4 separate regions of the Mus musculus genome follow, and regions 1, 3 and 4 are each linked to region 2. A link is a contact called in public HiChIP or PLAC-seq and promoter capture Hi-C data. All regions are on one chromosome and are shown on one strand. Each heading gives the region's core, a stretch centred on a gene start, on an enhancer-like site or on the middle of the called end of the contact. The rest is flanking DNA. Distances are from core to core; before and after follow the strand shown. Region 1 overlaps Gm35624 (a long non-coding RNA gene). Region 2 holds the start of Sox30 (SRY (sex determining region Y)-box 30). Region 3 holds the start of Nipal4 (NIPA-like domain containing 4). Region 4 overlaps Adam19 (a disintegrin and metallopeptidase domain 19 (meltrin beta)).

Region 1 (3,928 bases), core at 993-3,492, 210 kb before region 2:
ACAGCTTTCAGATGCTAAATGCTATTGCTGACAAAATGTCAATGGGATTAAATTTAGACAAGCTAGGAAGTGCAGTGGAAGGATTCAGGAAAACAACAGAACACCCTCAACTACATAGAAAAGAAAGTCAAATGTTGGGTACTGATTACTTGGCATACACATTTTCTTACTATTGATATTACAAAAAACAAGGGCATCTACATTTATCAAATTTACTTTGAAGGGATTTAAACACTTTTTATATATACATTTTAGAAAACAAGTGTGGAATTTACAGAAAAGGTATACATGTGGGGATAATCCATATTGCAGTGAAATAATAAACAGATTAAGAGAGCGAGATTAAAAAAAATGTTTTGCAGCAAGGGGTGGTGGCGCACGCCTTTAATCCCAGCACTCGGGAGGCAGAGGCAGACGGATTTCTGAGTTCGAGACCAGCCTGGTCTACAAAGTGAGTTCCAGGACAGCCAGAGCTAGACAGAGAAACCCTGTCTCGAAAAACCAAAAATTAAAATTAAAATTTAAAAAAATGTTTTGCACAACCAAGATTCCCCTTTGGTTCATGCTGCTATTCAGACTAGCCTTGGCAGATTGTAAACCAAAACTTGCATGGCTAAAAGTGGTGAGAAAACCCGTTGAGCCCATTGTGCTTCCCAGGACACATTATAATATCCCAGAAATAACCATTTAAAAGAAGGTGTCGGGGAAATACATGTTCCTGTTGTAGCAATAGTCCCATATGTCGGGGAAATACATGTTCCTGTTGTAGCAATAGTCCCATATGACCTTGTCACTGCAGTCAAACGTCACATGTCATGTGCATGATTGACTTGTGACGCTGAGCATTGTTTTAAAACTCTTACTGGAAAGTGTCCCATGTCAGAGCAGCTTCTTCACACTGAAATTAGGTTTTTAGAAGACATCCAAGGGCTACCAAGACACAAGGTTAACCATAGACTATGTTTAAAATCCTAACTATGATAATATTCAGTGCTGGCACACACCTTTAATTACAGCACTCCAGAGGCTGAAGCAGGTGGATCTCTGAGTTCCTGGCCAGCCTGGTCTACAGAGTGAGTTCCAGGACAGCCAGGAAACCTGGTGTCAAAAAAAAAAAGAAGAAGAAGAAGAAGAAGAAAGAGAGAGAGAGAGAGAGAGAGAGAGAGGAAGAAGAAGAAGAAGAAGAGGAGGAGGAGGAGGAGGAGGAGGAGGAGGAGGAGGAGGAGGAAAGAAAAAAAGAAAAAAAAAAGAAAAGAAAAGAAAAGAAAAGAAAAGAAAAGAAGCCGGACAGAGAATATTATAGGGCTAGAGAGATGGCTCCACAGCAGTTAAGAGCATTTGTTCTTTCAACAGACCCAAGTTCTGTTCCTAGCACCCATATCAATAACTGACAACCTCCCATAACTGCAGCTCCAAGGGATCTGACACCGGCTTCTGGTCTCCAAAAGGCATTCACACACACAATACCATATACACAAAATGCACAAACATACACCTACACTTAGACACACACACACACACACACACACACACACACATTACTGTTGTTAACATTAAGAAAGGAAATACGCAGGGCTGGAGAGATGGCTCAGCAGTTAAGAGCACTGAATGCTCTTCCAGAGGTCTTGAGTTCAATTCCCAGTAACCACATGGTGGCTCACAACCATCTGTAATGGGATCTCATCCCCTCTTCCAGTGTGTCTGAAGACAGTGACAGTGTACTCATATAAATAAAAATAAATAAATAAATCCAAAAAAAAGGAAAGAAAAGAAAAGAAAGGAAACACGGAGTGTATAGGAGAATCTAGAGTACATATTTTGAATCCAGCCACTCAGAAATATCTAAGGACTATTGTGTTTAATTAAATTGGATTTTTGCCTATACTGTCATATTGAAATCCTGATTTTACATCTACTTTACTTAATGTAATGAAGTGTCAAGTCTCAATGACAGCATATTTTATAAGTTTATTAGTTACTTAGAACATTTAATTACTTAGAGACATATGGTATATGCTACCTTTGCCCCCAGACACTGCCACATTAAACAGGATAGAGCCTACGGTGGGAAAGAGATGAAGACACTCACTTGATCCGTGGAGGAGGCAAGTCACCAACTCCCACAGCCAGCCCCCACTTCCATATGGTTTGGTTTATTCTGATTTCCCCGCCTAAGCTTCCTCCTGTGTGATTCCCACTGGGTTCCAGATGCTCTGCTGTCTAGCTGCTCCAGGCTTCCTGCAGACAAGGGGAAAGATGGTGAGATTTCCCTGGGAAAACATGCTGCCTGGTGCTATCAGAACAAAAACCAGGCTGCCTGTGAACTCCACCCTCATTAGTTTGAATAAAACCCAGGCGTTTCTGCCTTGTGGGGTTTCCAAAGGGCAGGAAAAGGAGAAATCAAAGAGAGCCAGCTGTATAGGTCTTAAAACACGTTCTGGTAGGGAGCCAAGACTTCGGGTGAGCTCAAGAAAGTGAAGCAGGTTCAATGGTGGCTACTACAAGGGTAGGGTTGACTGGGTAAGACGGAGTGCAGCTACCCCCTACCAAATATTCTCATTGACTCTCCTCCCTACAAATGCCAGTGTCATCACTCCATTTTATGCTCGAGGACCCAAATGCAAAACACAATAGAAGCCTGGCAGGTTCATCACTGGCTTTTCTCAGTTCTTCTGGGGGGTCCAGGATTCCTCCTTGCTCCCTGGGCCCTCATAACTGCCTCAGTCTACCAGAAATGTTACCTCACCCCTCCTTGTCTGGAGAGATTGAGGACTTCTGTTAACCTTCCATAACTTTCTTCTGCTGTCCAAGGAAGGAGTATCTCCAACCTCTCTGTCCTTGGTCTTATTCAGCGAGAACTTTCAACCATTTAATCAATACAATTCACAAAAGCACCATCTATCTCTGTCTTCAGCACCATCATCATGCCCAGGCCTTGGACACTGGGTAGCATAGCATAAATGTTCCTCTTCTACTCACCTCTGATCAAAGGCTTGTCTTGTACTTGATAGCAACAGGGAACCTACCTAGAACAGCAGTAGGCATCAAAGAGAAGAGCAGAGAGGGGTAGATAGCTGGTATAGACTATGGGATGCAGGAAGCAGAGTCTGTGGAGAAGAAGATGGAGAAAGGATGGACAGAACCAAACAAGAAAGGAAAAGATTCAGGTGTGGAATCACATGCCTTTTAGTCCTAGCACTTGGGGGCCAAAGGCAAGTGATGTCCATAGTTGGTTATAAGCCAGCCAAGGCTTCATAGTGACACCCTGCCTCAAAGATAGATAGATAGATAGATAGATAGATAGATAGATAGATAGATAGATAGGCAGGCAGATGGATAGGCAGGCAGATGGATAGATAGATAGATAGATAGATAGATAGATAGATAGATAGATAGATAGATAGATAGATAGGCAGGCAGATGGATAGATAGATAGATAGATAGATAGATAGATAGATAGATAGGCAGGCAGATGGATAGATAGATAGATAGATAGATAGATAGATAGATAGATAGATAGATAGATAGATAGATAGAAAAAAACAAGTAAATAAATAAATGGGGGGAACATAGTGAGGGCAATACTGATGTTCATATTTCTTTCTCTTGGGGATACATCTCAGCCAAGAATACAAGCAATAGAGAGCAACAATCTAGGTTGTTAGAAATTAGTAAGAGTTTTAAATCAGAAAACATTTTTATATATTTTGATAATATTTTTTCCACTCCCTCAGCACCTCCCAGATCTTCCCCACACCTCTCTACCCACCCAACTTCATGTTCTTTCTACAACAATAACTACAACTAGAACCAAAAGCCAAAACAAGCAAACAATAAAATGAAAACTTTCAAGACAAAAAGAGAATCCATTTTGCGATGGCCTCCTGGGAAGGAGACCTACCCTGGAGTGTGTTTGATATCCCCAGTG
Region 2 (4,247 bases), core at 974-3,473:
TCCTCGATATGTAAAAACGTTTTTGATTTGCAAAGGATGTTTAAAATAAATAATCTTGACTGAGGATGTAGCTCAGTTAGTAGAATACTTGCCTAGTATGCATTGAGCCCTGAGTTCAATTCCCAATGCCATATAAATCAGATATAGTAAGTGGTTGTGCCAAGAAGGACTTGGGAACATGTCAGGCATGAACACATAAAGTAAATAGAAGGGGGTATTTACGTTATTAAAAAACAGAAGTGAGCCGGGCGTGGTGGCGCACACCTTTAATCCCAGCACTTGGGAGGCAGAGGCAGGTGGATTTCTGAGTTCGAGGCCAGCCTGGTCTACAAAGTGAGTTCCAGGACAGCCAGGGCTACAAAGAGAAACCCTGTCTCGAAAAACCAACCCCCCCCCCCCAAAAAAAAACCAGAAGTGGAGAATCGGGACTAAAAATTAAAAAATAATAATAAATGTAAAAGTTCATGTAAACATGAAGAATGATTATGACTTCCTAAAACATTCAGTGATACAGAGTTCTGTGTGAACTAATTCTAAGGACTTGCTTAAAATATACTTGAAAATACTGGAAAGTAGTATTTGGTTGTAGTGACTTCTTTTAAATATATCTGTATCTATATATATGCTTAGATATATGCTTTAAATATATCTTTAAAATATATCTTAAATATAATCACTTCTTTTAAAAATCACTTGGCTTATTTTTATTATTTCTAAAAGCTTTAGCTATATGCTATATGTATGTTTTCTCTCAGAAAAGTTACTGTTCTCTTTTAACATCTATAGTCAATATAAACAACTATCATTTTTCTCGAACACTGGTATATTTTATTTCTTGATACACATAAACCTAAGAAGCTACTATGATAGAAAATTTGATGTTATTTTATATAAACTGAGGAATCTGTATCATCTAACAAGGCCTTCTGTTGAGTCTATTCTCTTAATCTGTTTACTAAGTCTTAAGAGTGACTGTTTATAAAAACTGTGGCAATACTTAAGTGTATTTTACCAGTATGTGGGCAAATCAACCAGAAGCACTCCCTGTGCAAGCTAAGGGCCGTACCAGGATTCTACTTTTCGAGCTTCAGCTCCTGAACTGCTAATATGTCTGTGCAACACAGACCTGTGAAAGCCAGATTCCCCTGGCTTCTAATACCTGCATCTGAGGGCAGCACGGTGAGGGGGACATCTTTGGTTTCAATTTTTACAGAAGGCTCCAGCAAGGACTGCATTTTAATAGGCACTGGTGTCAGGGGGACTTTGGACAACCGTATCAACTCAGAAGGCGGAGGCCCCTGAAACTGGATACGGGCTCCAGGTGGGACGGTGTGGAGTGTCAAAGGGAACCTTAGGTCTTGCTGGTGTGGCCCAAAAGCACTAGGCGGCTGGGCCAGGATGGCCTCCTTGCTGCTGTGGACCAGGCCATTGGACGTGGCCTCCGTGCCCAGCCTACAATCGTCCCTGGGTCTGTCTGGCTCCTCCGTCTTGATGACTCCTTCTCCGATGGCCAGCAGGCTCTTGCCTTCCCCGCCTTTCAGCGCATCCCTCGGAGCCTCCTCTGCCTCCAGCTTGGCTTTCTTCTCATCGCTTCGGCGGCCGTCGAGGGCCTTCCCGGTGCCATCCAACTTGGCGGCCCTCGAGGCTCTCGGGCCGGCCTCGGTGGTCCTCCGAGATCCCACCGACAGGTCCAAGCCCGCCCCCAGCTCTTGCTTCTCGGCCTTGACGAGCAGCGTCCGGGGCTGCATGGGGTGCAGCTCCGGCCTGCAGGGGCCTCCGTCGGCCGCGGACTGCGGAGGCAACAGCAGCAGCTCCGGCCTCAGCTGCAGCAGGCGCGCCTGCGCGGACGAGGCGGCGGCGGCAGCGGCAGCGGCGGCGGCGGCTGCGCCCTCGTCGGGAGCCGGAGGCACCCCCGGTCCTCCGGGAGGCAGCAGCAGCACCTGTTCCGGCTTCACTTGCAGCAGGCGTCGCGTCCCTGCCGCCTGCGCACCCGCCGCCGCGGCCTCCCCGCACGACGAGGCCACCGCGGCCATGGCGGCCGTGGCCTGAGCCGACGGCGACTGGGAGCGCTCTGCGGCCGCGGCCCGGAAGGTGGCGGCCTCGACGGGCTGCGCGGGCGGAGCGGGGCGCAACGGGCGCGGAGGGGTGGGCCGCGGCGGTTGGCGCGGCGGCGGCGGCGGTGGCGGCGGTGGCTCCGGCCTGGCTCTCTCCATGGGGGAGGGGGCGGGCGGGCCGCGGCCGGGATTGTGAGCTCAGCCGTTTGTTGGCGGCCTCCCCCTCCCCCTTTCGGTTAAGACCCTTCCAAGGCCTTGGCTACCCAGAACCCTACGCGCTCCACAGACGGGCTCGCCTCGCCCAATCAGGAGCGGCCCGGTGTCTCCCGCCAGCCAATCACAGGCACGTTCCCCGGCTCCTCCCACCCTCCACACTAGCCGCGTGCGAGAACCCTGGAATCATCCGCCATAGACCGGGCCGAAGCTCCTTGTGTCCCATTTTCCACGCCTCTTCACTCTCCCTCTCTTCCGGATTCTCTTTAGGCCTTGACCTTGGTTACCCCGCCCCCTCCTGGAGCGCGACAATGGCGTTGCCCAGGAAACCCTTCTGTTCCACGCCTTTACCAAGGACCTCCAGGGATGAAGGCGTGGGCCTTTCTTGCGGGCTGGGCTCTCGGCCTTGTGTGTTCATAAAGCCGGAGTCTGATAGGGTCTTCTAGTCATTCTCAAGTATGGGGACACCTTGGAACTTATAACTGATCTTACTGGACCTGGTTTTTGACTAGGTATAACTATTTTACTAGTTGAATTTTCAGTCTGCTTCCAAGATGCGACCCAGATTCATCCACCTTTTGAGGTCCCACCCACCATTATCCTGCTTAGGCTTCCATTGTCCTTCTCTAATTCCATATGGATGTTACAGTTCTCCTGAAGTTTTGCTCTTCACCTATGTCCCACTACCTCCCGACTGCCAGTTGTTCTAAAAATACAAGTCAAACTGTCACATTTCCCCCAAATCTTTCTGCCGCTCCCACTGGTTATGAGATAAAAGTTCGAAATTCTTAACCCCGCAGAGCCTGATAAACCTGATTAGTAGCTTAGGCTATACCTACAGTTTGAGTTTTTTACACTTTCACCACATTGCTTCCCATGCTATTCTTTTTCATCACAGGACGCTTTAGCAAGTCAAGCATTTATGTCTCTTGTAACTCCCGTTTATTTTTCAACTTGGAGCTGAACCGGCATTTCAGAGAAAACCATGACAGCATTCGTTCGAATCTCTTTTATGCACTCACACCTGATCATGTCCTTTGAAGTGCTTTCTTTGTGTGATTATTCTGCGCCTCTTCCAGTTGATTGTTACCTCCTTTGGGAAAGAACTGCTTTTGTTTTGCTCATCATTGACTCCCCAGTGCCGACTGTTGAGTAATTGTGCAATAAATGCTTATTGAATAAAGAAATAAGAACTGCCACAGCATAATAAAATAGTAATACTATGTATATTAAGGGCTCATTTTAAGGTTTTTTTTCCATGTGTGTGCCTCTTCTTTTAAGAAGGAGTGTGTTTAGTTTTTATTCAATATTAGCAAGTAAATGAGAAATTATCAACATTTCCTGCATCACTAGACATCCTGACTAAAAGTTACAGCTCTATCTTGAGGAAGATAAACACTATAGCCAAGGCAATTAAAGATGAATTCTTTACTAAAAGTTAATGCTCTATCTTGAGGAAGATAAACACTATAGCCAAGGCAATTAAAGATGAATTCTTTCTAATGCTCTATAGTTCATACATCTATACATGGAAGAACACAACACAGATGGACAACTAAACCTGTAGATTGTGCTTAGGAGGTTCAGGCAAAAGGGTTGTTATAAGTTTGAGGCCAGCCTGAGTTATCTGTCAGTTAAAGTCCAACTTTGGCTACAATATGAGATTCTGCCTCAAATAGACCAAACTATACTAAACAAAACTGGATTTTTAAAAGCCTTGCTAGGTTCAACACCCTAGCATCTCAAAAAAAAAAAAAAAAAGTACTTAGCTTAAAGAATAGAACAGAATATAATTGTTACACTAAGAAGACATAAATATTTTTAAATTAAAAAAATACCAAGAAATGAGAAAAAGAACATGGCCTTTACTGAAGTAAAAGCTCCAATCAGTGTTGGAAATAAGGTTAACCTATGTTGTCTGCATAGTAATGAAAGGGAAGGATATCAAGCAGAGTAGACACACCAAGCAAACAAAGATCT
Region 3 (4,375 bases), core at 91-2,590, 190 kb before region 2:
ACAAGTTACCTGTTCGCTATGCTTAGTGTGCTCTCTGGTGATAATAAAGGTATGTACCCAGTATGGTAGACATGGGGGTTAAACAAACCGGATTTGGTCAGGACTTGGAACACTGCCTGGCTAATGGCAAGCACTTCACAGTATTTCCGTGGCTCAGGCAGTCAGGGTCCTTCTGACTCAGTTTTACCGTCATCCGAAGAGTCAATACCTTTCTTGATTTTGTTATTATCACCACCATCACTACAATTATTGTTATAACCGTGTTGAGGTATTTTTTTTTGACAAATAAAAATTGCAGGGCTGGTGAGAAGGCTCTGTGGGTAACAGCACAAGCCTGCTAACCTGGGTTGAGACCCTAGGGACACGGTGGAAAGGGAGTTGTCCTCTGACTTTCTCATGAGTGCCGTGGCTTGCACACTCACACGCATATGCACACACAAATATGTGTAAGAAAGCTGCGTGTATTTAAGGTATACAATGTGATGACTTTATATGTATATATATATTATGAAATGAGTACCATAAAGAAGCTAACTAATATACCCAATACATCCCACATACTAGCACATACAGAGTCCATCACTACACACACATACACACACACACACATATATATGTGTGTGTGTGTGTATGCCATCACTTTTGCACATAAACATTCAATCACAACTCTTATTATATAAACAGGTATGCTTATATAATTTTATTATATATGTATAAAATTTATGAACGGTGATTTTGGAAAATATCTGCTTCTAAATGATTGGTCTTAGTTCGCTTCTCCCAGAACTATGTAAGAACAGAATTCATTTGGACTGCCAATCACTTCATTTCCTTCTTCCATTCAGCCTACCAGTCCCCTGCCATCATCCATTCATGAGACACAAATATTCACTGAACATTTAAGGGCTCCCGTCATCCACAGTGCCCAGCACAGATCAGACCTCTAAGTAAGGCAGTGATGAGTAGACCAGGAGGATAAAAGAAGAAGGGGAGGAACTAAGTTCTCAGACCTTTCTTTGATACTTCCATCTCCCAAAGTGGCTTCCTCTGTGCCATCCGGAGTGTATCAACTCTGCTACATGTGGGTGCTGGCATCCCGGAAAGGCGGGCCCGGGGAACCCGCCCCCTCTCTCTTGCCCCTGGCACGGGCGGATGACTCGGTGGCTGGCACCCAGCTGCGGTCGCACCCCAGAAGGGCATGAGCCCCTGCCCCAGAGTTGATTCCCCATCGCCCGGTGTTGCCCAAGGCACAGGGTGACTCCTCCCCGAGGACCCTCCCCTTCGGGGCGCGCGTCACTCTCCCCACCCCTGGGTTCGGACCCTGGCGGCTTCCCGTGCCGTGCCTGCCGGAGCCACGTTGGGACAAGTCACGGCAACCTGCCCAGGAACCGCGGACCTCGGGCGCTGTCAGCCCAGGTCCCCATGGAGCTGCGGGTCGCCAACGCCAATGGCAGCTGCGAGAACGGTGCGTGCGGCTGTGAGGGAGACTTGGGCGGGTGCTGCGCTTCTCACCTTGTCCCCACCATCCTCGCCATCTCCTCCTCACCTGCTGGGGCCGCAAAGCTGGGAACAGGGGAGGTTAGCAACTTATTCCCACTCGGCTCCCAAACTGTCCTGAAGTTCCGGGTCTGGCGGAGATGTCACCTCCCCAGTGGCAGCTGCCGGGAGCTGAAGCAACAGAAAGAAGAAAAACAGAGCGCACTGGGGCAGGTGGCCTGTGAAAGGGGTGGGATAGAAAACTCAGGAGTAGTGTTGGCTTGCTGCAGGCTAACTAGATAACCTGTTGACATCTTTCCATCATCTAAACCAGAGAGTAGAGGAACAGAGAGGCTCCCTAGTCCAAAATTACACAACACATTTTGAAAAGGGAGAGAAAGGACCTCAGACAGTGCTTAGGAAATACCCTCGATTTTCTGGAATATTCCTTAACTATGTAGACCTTGGTCCTTCCCTGAACTATATTCCATTTAGTCCCAGAAACAAACTCTAATATGATATGCAGGCAGTTGTTTTATCTTTTTTTGTTGTTGTTATTGTTGTATTTAGACAAAGACTTGCTAAATTGTCCAGAATAGCTTAAAATGTGTGATTCTCCTGCCTCCGTTCCTCTCAGCCAGGAAATGCGAGCCTAAGTCACTGGGCTTTGATTTTATTTTTAAATTTACTTATTACTAGTGTGCATATGTCTATGTGCATATTACACACTCTCTCTCTCTCTCTCTCTCTCATGTGTGATAAATGATATATATTTATAGGCACAAGTGCCATCCTGAGGTGATGGAAGTGAGAGGACAAGTTGGAGAAGTGAGTTCGCTGCTTTTACATAAGTTCCAGGGCCAGAACTTGGGAGCAGGAGACTTTACCCAAGGAGCCATCTCCTCAGCCTTCAGCCTAGGTTTTAAAACATTTTGTTGTTGTTGTTGTTGTTTTCTATTCTTTTCATTTGTGTTCTTTTTTCTTTTTCTTTTCGTTTTTGCAGTGATGGAAACTGAACCCAGCCAGGGCCTCGTGTGTGTTAGGAAAGTATACTAACAATGGCCTTCGTCCCCAGGACACAGAGTTGTAATTTCACTATGCCCATTCTCCATTCGTCCCCAGGACACAGAGTTGTAATTTCACTATGCCCATTCTAGAGATGTAGAAACAGAGGCTGCAGCAGCAGGTCTAATCATTTGTGGCAGCTACCACGGTGGGGAATATGAACCACCTCCTGGATTCAGACTCCTGGACCTATGTGGCTGCTGTTCTCTGTTCCATCTGGAACTTTCTCTACTTTCGTCCTGTCTTGGAAGGACAGCCTGTGTGATGCTCTGAGTCCCTAACTTCTGCCCTTCTTCAGCGAAGAGCTTGAAGCCTGCTCTTAGGTGTTGGCTGAACCTCAGTCTCCTAAGCAACCAGGCGGGACTTTCCAGCCTCACCCCGTATCCCAAGGCAGCAGACATCTCCGGTCCTAGAACATTTTAGAGAAAAAGACAAGGAATCCATTTTTCCCATGTGCACTCCGTCTGAATTGGGTTCCCTAGGCCACCAGCTCTCTCTGGTTATAACTTCACTGTACTGGGAGAACTTGACTTCCATGGATGTGCTCAGGGGAACTGATTGGCTGGGGTGAGTCCTCTGGCTCCGCCCACTAGCAGTGAGATTGGGGAAAGCAGGGGAAAGGTGAGGGTACAGACATTACTGCCTGCATTTCCTGGGCTCAGGGAACTCCCCAGATGAGGCTCATGGGCAAGGATGCCCTGAGCTGGTGGAACAAGAGTGAGCTATGCAGAACCAGTCTGATTACGCGTAGATGACTTCTTGTCTCACAGCAAAGCACACACACATTTCCTGGGATTTCGGTCCCAGCTTCTGTTTTCTTTATGGGACTTCAATTCCCATAGCAGAACATAGGAGGGTCAGATGGGCTGTTTTGTTTTGTTTTTATTTTCCACTTTATCGCTTAAAAAAAAACATACAGAATGGAGGGTCTTGCTATGATAACTCCATACACATAAATAATTGTGCCTTGCTCACATTTGCTCCCCTTCTGCTTTCCGCCACCCTTTTTACCTCTCACTGTTTTTTAATGAATGCCTCCTTTTCCCTGTTCTGGTACCTGGTGTGGAACCTACGGCATTGCTCATCCCAGGCTAGTGTGCTACCATTAAGATACATCTGCTACTGAGCTACATCCAAGACCAGCTGGGTTTTCTAAAGGGCTCCTATACCTGTTCTCCACAATTCTGGGGCACATTCAAAAGTCAACTTTGGCTTTATTCTGTTCCACGAAAGATGCTATTCTGATGCAGATGTGCCACATCTCAAGCTCCGTGGTCTTGGCTTTGAGATCCATCCAGGCCCAGAGTAGGAACTCCAGCATGGTCTGAAAACTCTAGGCTTAGGGGCTGGAAATGGCAGTCACTGAATGGCTGTTAAGAGTCCTCGAGGTAAACTCTAGAACAGGGGCCATGTGCATGGTAGCTGGTAGAGTCTTGGTTAGGCCTTCTTATGTTTCACAGGATGTGTATAGCTTTGTGTGTCACTAAGGGTCGGCCCTTTGTTCCCAAGACTGCCCTTGATGTCTGTGCCAGTGAGACAAGAGGGAGGCTGGCTCTGGGACTTGAAGCAAGAATCAGACAAGAAGAGCAACATGGCAAGACAGATCTGTATGGGACTTTGGGAACACTAATACAGTTGTGCCCTGAAAGAGTCCATAACTGCTGGCCCAGAAATAAGTCCTGGAATGGAGAGGTCCCGACCTCGGGAAGCTCACTCGTCAGCAGGTGGACCAGGGTCTGGGTGGACTCTCTGCGGGGTGACAGTCCCACTCCAACTAGAGCTGCATGAAGGTGAAGAAGCCCCTGAGTGAGCTTATGAGGTTACAGGAGAGCAG
Region 4 (4,294 bases), core at 1,715-4,214, 140 kb before region 2:
GCCAGCCCTGGTTTTGGTTACCCCTAGTCAACAGAGATCTGAAACTATTGAGTTGAAACATTCAAAACGGACCAATATATTTTTATTATCATCATCACTATTTCAAATGCTCTAGTTTATTATGAGTTGGTGTTTTTAACCTCTGACTGTGCCTGCTTTATACATTAAACTCATCATAGATCACAGATGTATGTAGGAAAACCACAGAGAAATACCTCACAAGATGTAAATATGGGAAAACTTCTATATCACAACATGGGTCTGTAAAGAGACCCTGGTAAAGCCCTGCCCTTAAGTCTCTAAAACAACGAAAGGTTAAACATTGAGGGCTTCTTTCAGTACTACAGTAGGTCCCCAAGGACTTTGCTACTAACCATTCAGCTATGACAGTGTGTGAATAACTTAAAAAACAGCTAGAGTAGTCATGAATTTAGCTGTCGCCCATTTGTCTACACACACTCTATTGGGATTGGCTGAGAAAGGGGTGGGCTTAACCATGAACTCAAACTCAAAAGTTATGCCGCATGTCATATCCCGCATGTCACTGCCATCCTTTGGAGTCACGGTAGTCAGGAAGTAGCGAGCAAACACTAGCACTATGAACGAGAAGGCTGCATTGAACCACCATTCTCTGGGAAGCACAAGCAAACCCTAGTGGTTTGGAATGAAGGGGTGTAATAAGGATCCTACTACATTGCCTTCCAGGGAGTGGCTCAAGTCCTGAAGAATGGCATGATGTATGCATTCAGGAACAAGATAACCCTCTTCCAAAAGCTCTGGTTTAGACAATCCTTGTAAGTGTTGGAGTCTCAGTACCTTTGTTTCATGGAATTCCTTAAGAGTGACTGGATGGCCCCTTTCTCCTTTTACTCTATAAACTACAAAGCTCCCGAAGAGGCAAGACCAAGGGTTGTGGTTGAACTGGGCATATGGGTGTGGTAGCACATACTTAAAGCCCCAAAGACTTTAGTAGTTGACGTGGGAGAGTTGCTTAAATTCACAAGTTCAAGATTTGACTGAGCAAGACTCTCACAGGTGATGTCAAAAACAAAAACAAAACAAACAAAACACGTTGAAGCCAGTTTTAGAGCTGAAAATTACAAACTATTCGTCAATCCAGACCACCTGCTCTCTGAGGAACTTAGCGTCCCACAACACATCTGCTCGCTTCTGTTTCATCTAAACATCATTTAAACTGCCTTCATCAACAGCTTGAAAGTTTCCCTGGGGCCATCTAGGCCATCTGACCCTGCACCTCTCAGCTCACTCTTCTCCCCACCGGCACCCTTCAGGTTGACTCACCCGGTGGCGGCGGCCATGATGCAGCCGCCATCGGCTGCACTGGCAGAACAGCAGTGTGCAGAATCATGGCTCATGCCAAAGTTGTGGCCAATCTCATGGGCCACAGTGGAGGCTACACCAATGGCATTCTCGGAGTGGTCCTGTTCAGAGAATTTCAAATTCAAGGTCAGGGGGTTCTTTCTGCTTTGCATGTCCTTTTCTTTTCTTTCCTTCCTCTTTCTTTCTTTCTCTCTCTCTCTTTTTTTTTTTTGCTTTATTTCTGAGTAGCCCTGGCTATCCTGGAACTCACTCTGTAGACCAGGCTGACCTCAAACTCAGAGATCCACCTGCCCCTGCCTCCTGAGTGCTGGGATTAAAGGCGTGCATCACCACCACCTGGCCTGCATGACTTTTTCTTATCTGAGCCTGACAGCGCTCCATTGATCTCCCCTAACGCTGAGCATATTGGCTCTTCATACCTTGCTTATAACAAATCTAAAGCCACTTGTCTTCATTTGAAAAGCAAATGCTCAAAAGACTGCTACCTGTGTTCTTAAAAGATGCAGACCACGAATGACCTGTGGATGCATCTCTCGGATGCATCACCTTGAATTGAGCAACAGAGACACTTGACTGGCTGCTTTCTGAGAGCACCCCTGCAGAAAGGGCCACCCCAGACAAAACTGGTACAGTGTGTGGTCCTCATCAGCAGAACAAATAGGGCTGGTGCAGCGATGTAAACCTAGAGCCCCAGCCAACTGAGAGGCTGAAGCAGGAGGGTCTTTTGAGCCCAGATGTTTGAGACTACCCTGGGCAACATAGTGAGACCCATTCCCCAAAACCAAACAGTAGAACAAAAGCAGCAAAATGGATGTTTATACCAGGCATGGTTGTGCATGCCTTTAATACTAGCTCTCAGGAGGCAGAGATAGGAGGATCTCTGTTAAAGGCTAGCCTGGTCTATGGGTGAGTTCTGAGATAGTCAGTGCTTTGTAGTGAGACCCTGTCTCCAAAAAACAACAAAAAGTGTATGTGTATATATATATATATATATATATATATATATATTCCTTTTATTATCTCACTTAATGTTTACTCTTACCCTAAGATCATAAGCCATGATCTTTACAACTAAAGACACACATTAACTCCAAAGTCGCATGGCTGCTCTTTGAAACCAATTTGACTCTAGAATCTGGGGTTTAACGTTCATGCTACCTTGTCAATAAAAATACATGATGGGTAGAGGGATAAAATAACAAATGAGCAGAGAGACGAGGCTTCCTTTATATCTCGTCCAGGTTAGAAGAGACAAGCCAAAATCCAGGGGCTAGGGATGTAGCTGTAGAGTACTGGAGGAGCATGCGTGAAGACTTGGGTTTGATCCCAGCACCACATCGAACTTGGTATGTTAGCCAACACTTGTCGTCCCAGCACTCAAGAGATGGAATCAGGAAGAACAGAACCCTAAGGTCATTTTGAGCTAGATAGCAAGCCGGAGGCTAGCCCGGTCTATACAATGAGTTCCAGGCCATCAACAGCTTCATAGCCAAAAAAAAAAAAAAAAACCCTACTCTTGCCAAGTCAGAATTTCAAAAGAGGGCAATTTCCTAACTTTGACTCTTGAGACAGGATCTCATTTCACAATGCGGTACCTAAGGACTCAAGACCCAGATGAGAAACACTTCTATCTCTGTTCACTCCCCTGCCCTCAGCTCCTGCTCTGCCTCCTCCTCCAGCCCGCTATGGAATAATACACAACCGATCTGGAGGGCCATTTTTACCACTGCTTACAAATGAACACAAAGATGAATGAAATTTTACCCCTGGCTACTATCCTTTGAACCTAAGAATTTCATCTGACACATTTGCTCTCTTTAATGCTTTTTTCTTCTGTGACTATAAATATCAAATCGGCTTTTCAAAGCTGACTTCCTCTCTTGGGAGCCATTGTCCCCTTGCGCAACATCATTGTCTTGTCTGAGACCCACCATGCTAACTCCTCCAGACTGGTACACGGAGCACATGGCCATGAGGGGGGCCAGGCCAATGGTGGTGCCTTGGAAGGACCTGCCCCTGCAGGAAGAAAAAAGACATGTAATTCAGGTGGGGGCTGAGAGAACTGTTCCCCAGGGGCAGGAGTGAATGGCTACCATGATGTGCACCGATCCCCTGACCTTCCCAGATTAGTCCCAAGAGGACAAGCCTGTTAACCCAGCCAACTGGATTTCTTTCAGGATACCACACCTCTCACCTCCTCTCACTTCCTCTCATAGTAGCAAAAAAAGGTCACTTTCCCCCTCAGAAAGTGCCCAAAGTCTCCAAAAGGAAAAAGGCAGGGCTTGAAAAGCTGTGCCCCATCCCTGATTCATAGAAAACGGCCAGACACAGGGGTCACAGGGAAGGGTGTGGTCCAGGCTGTGATGCCCAAGTGAATCATGTCCATTTCCGCCAGTGGCCAGCAGCTCAGGTCTTACCATCAGTGGCATGTGTCTTGGGGGCAAAAGCAAGGATGCTGGATGCAGCTGCGGGGCTGAGGCTGTGATCCACACATCACACAAGGACCAAGAAAGTAGCTGAGTCCCTTTGGGAGCCTCACAAACTGCAGCTGGGTGCAGGGCTAAGCTGTTTCCATCTCTGCTCCAAAATGATGGCCCTAACCTGTCAACAGCCAGTTTCTTCCAGTTTAACCTATCCCTTCTCCATCTCATCCACCCAGAGTAGGCGAGGAGAATAAATGGATGTTTGATAAATGTTTGCTTAATAAATTCAATATATGCCGATCTGAGTGTATGAAGCCCTGCTTGGCATTTCGGAGACTTGCACTTAGCTCTGGGAAGCTTTACTACCATAAACAGATTCAAAGTGTCCAATCCAAAAGTGCAGGCCAAATGTTTCAGCAAACAAAGACTTTCTCAGTGAGTGGATTGTCCTCAAGTGACCACTAAGAGTCTAGGTTTTAGGGACAGGTAAATATTGGAAATCGCAGTTATTATGAAAGGGTAAATCAAGG

What was found. Promoter capture Hi-C pulls out the DNA fragments that hold promoters and counts their contacts. HiChIP or PLAC-seq counts read pairs in DNA pulled down with a chosen protein or histone mark.
Region 1: a promoter capture Hi-C map of the C10 cell line shows a contact between it and region 2. The contact joins the enhancer-like site here to the promoter of Sox30 in region 2. A contact is called at or near these places in 8 of 39 promoter capture datasets (the 3T3-L1 cell line, the C10 cell line, cranial neural crest and 4 more), 1 of 15 datasets of contacts at CTCF or cohesin (the NIH/3T3 cell line), 2 of 115 datasets of contacts at active chromatin or transcription factors (embryonic stem cells and neural tube) and 2 of 9 other capture datasets (liver and pancreatic islet).
Region 3: a promoter capture Hi-C map of neural stem cells shows a contact between it and region 2. The contact joins the promoter of Nipal4 here to the promoter of Sox30 in region 2. A contact is called at or near these places in 7 of 39 promoter capture datasets (the 3T3-L1 cell line, the C10 cell line, embryonic stem cells and 4 more), 1 of 484 Hi-C or Micro-C datasets (extraembryonic endoderm stem cells), 1 of 115 datasets of contacts at active chromatin or transcription factors (bone marrow-derived macrophages) and 3 of 9 other capture datasets (adipose tissue, embryonic stem cells and liver).
Region 4: a contact with region 2 is called in a CTCF HiChIP or PLAC-seq map of the NIH/3T3 cell line, with 9 read pairs. The contact joins the enhancer-like site here to the promoter of Sox30 in region 2. A contact is called at or near these places in 2 of 39 promoter capture datasets (the C10 cell line and cranial neural crest), 1 of 15 datasets of contacts at CTCF or cohesin (the NIH/3T3 cell line), 9 of 484 Hi-C or Micro-C datasets (the 63-12 cell line, B cells, LSK cells and 6 more), 4 of 115 datasets of contacts at active chromatin or transcription factors (effector CD8 T cells, embryonic stem cells and stem cell-derived neural progenitor cells) and 3 of 9 other capture datasets (adipose tissue, liver and pancreatic islet).

What each region holds. Positions count from the first base shown.
Region 1 is chr11:46,183,920-46,187,847 of GRCm38.p6, reverse strand. It overlaps Gm35624 (a long non-coding RNA gene), which reads right to left. Exons shown (of 7, transcript XR_001780199.2): 5 at 3,027-3,107; 6 at 2,090-2,238. Among named protein-coding and RNA genes, the nearest start is that of Mir7239, 16 kb to the right of the region's middle. Within about 2 kb of position 2,242, at least 14 of the 459 cell types and tissues checked have an H3K27ac peak or open chromatin away from gene starts, as enhancers often do.
Region 2 is chr11:45,978,286-45,982,532 of GRCm38.p6, reverse strand. Sox30 (SRY (sex determining region Y)-box 30) reads right to left here and starts at 2,223. Exons shown (of 5, transcript NM_173384.2): 1 at 1,160-2,223. The coding sequence starts at 2,213.
Region 3 is chr11:46,163,324-46,167,698 of GRCm38.p6, reverse strand. It overlaps Nipal4 (NIPA-like domain containing 4), which reads left to right and starts at 1,340. Exons shown (of 6, transcript NM_172524.3): 1 at 1,340-1,465. The coding sequence starts at 1,423. Gm35624 (a long non-coding RNA gene) reads right to left here and starts at 1,696. Exons shown (of 7, transcript XR_001780199.2): 1 at 1,547-1,696.
Region 4 is chr11:46,122,156-46,126,449 of GRCm38.p6, reverse strand. It overlaps Adam19 (a disintegrin and metallopeptidase domain 19 (meltrin beta)), which reads right to left. Exons shown (of 23, transcript NM_009616.4): 10 at 3,273-3,357; 11 at 1,303-1,442. Among named protein-coding and RNA genes, the nearest start is that of Mir8100, 22 kb to the right of the region's middle. Within about 2 kb of position 2,964, at least 26 of the 459 cell types and tissues checked have an H3K27ac peak or open chromatin away from gene starts, as enhancers often do. A contact at or near this core is called in the NIH/3T3 cell line and adipose tissue, where this site is marked.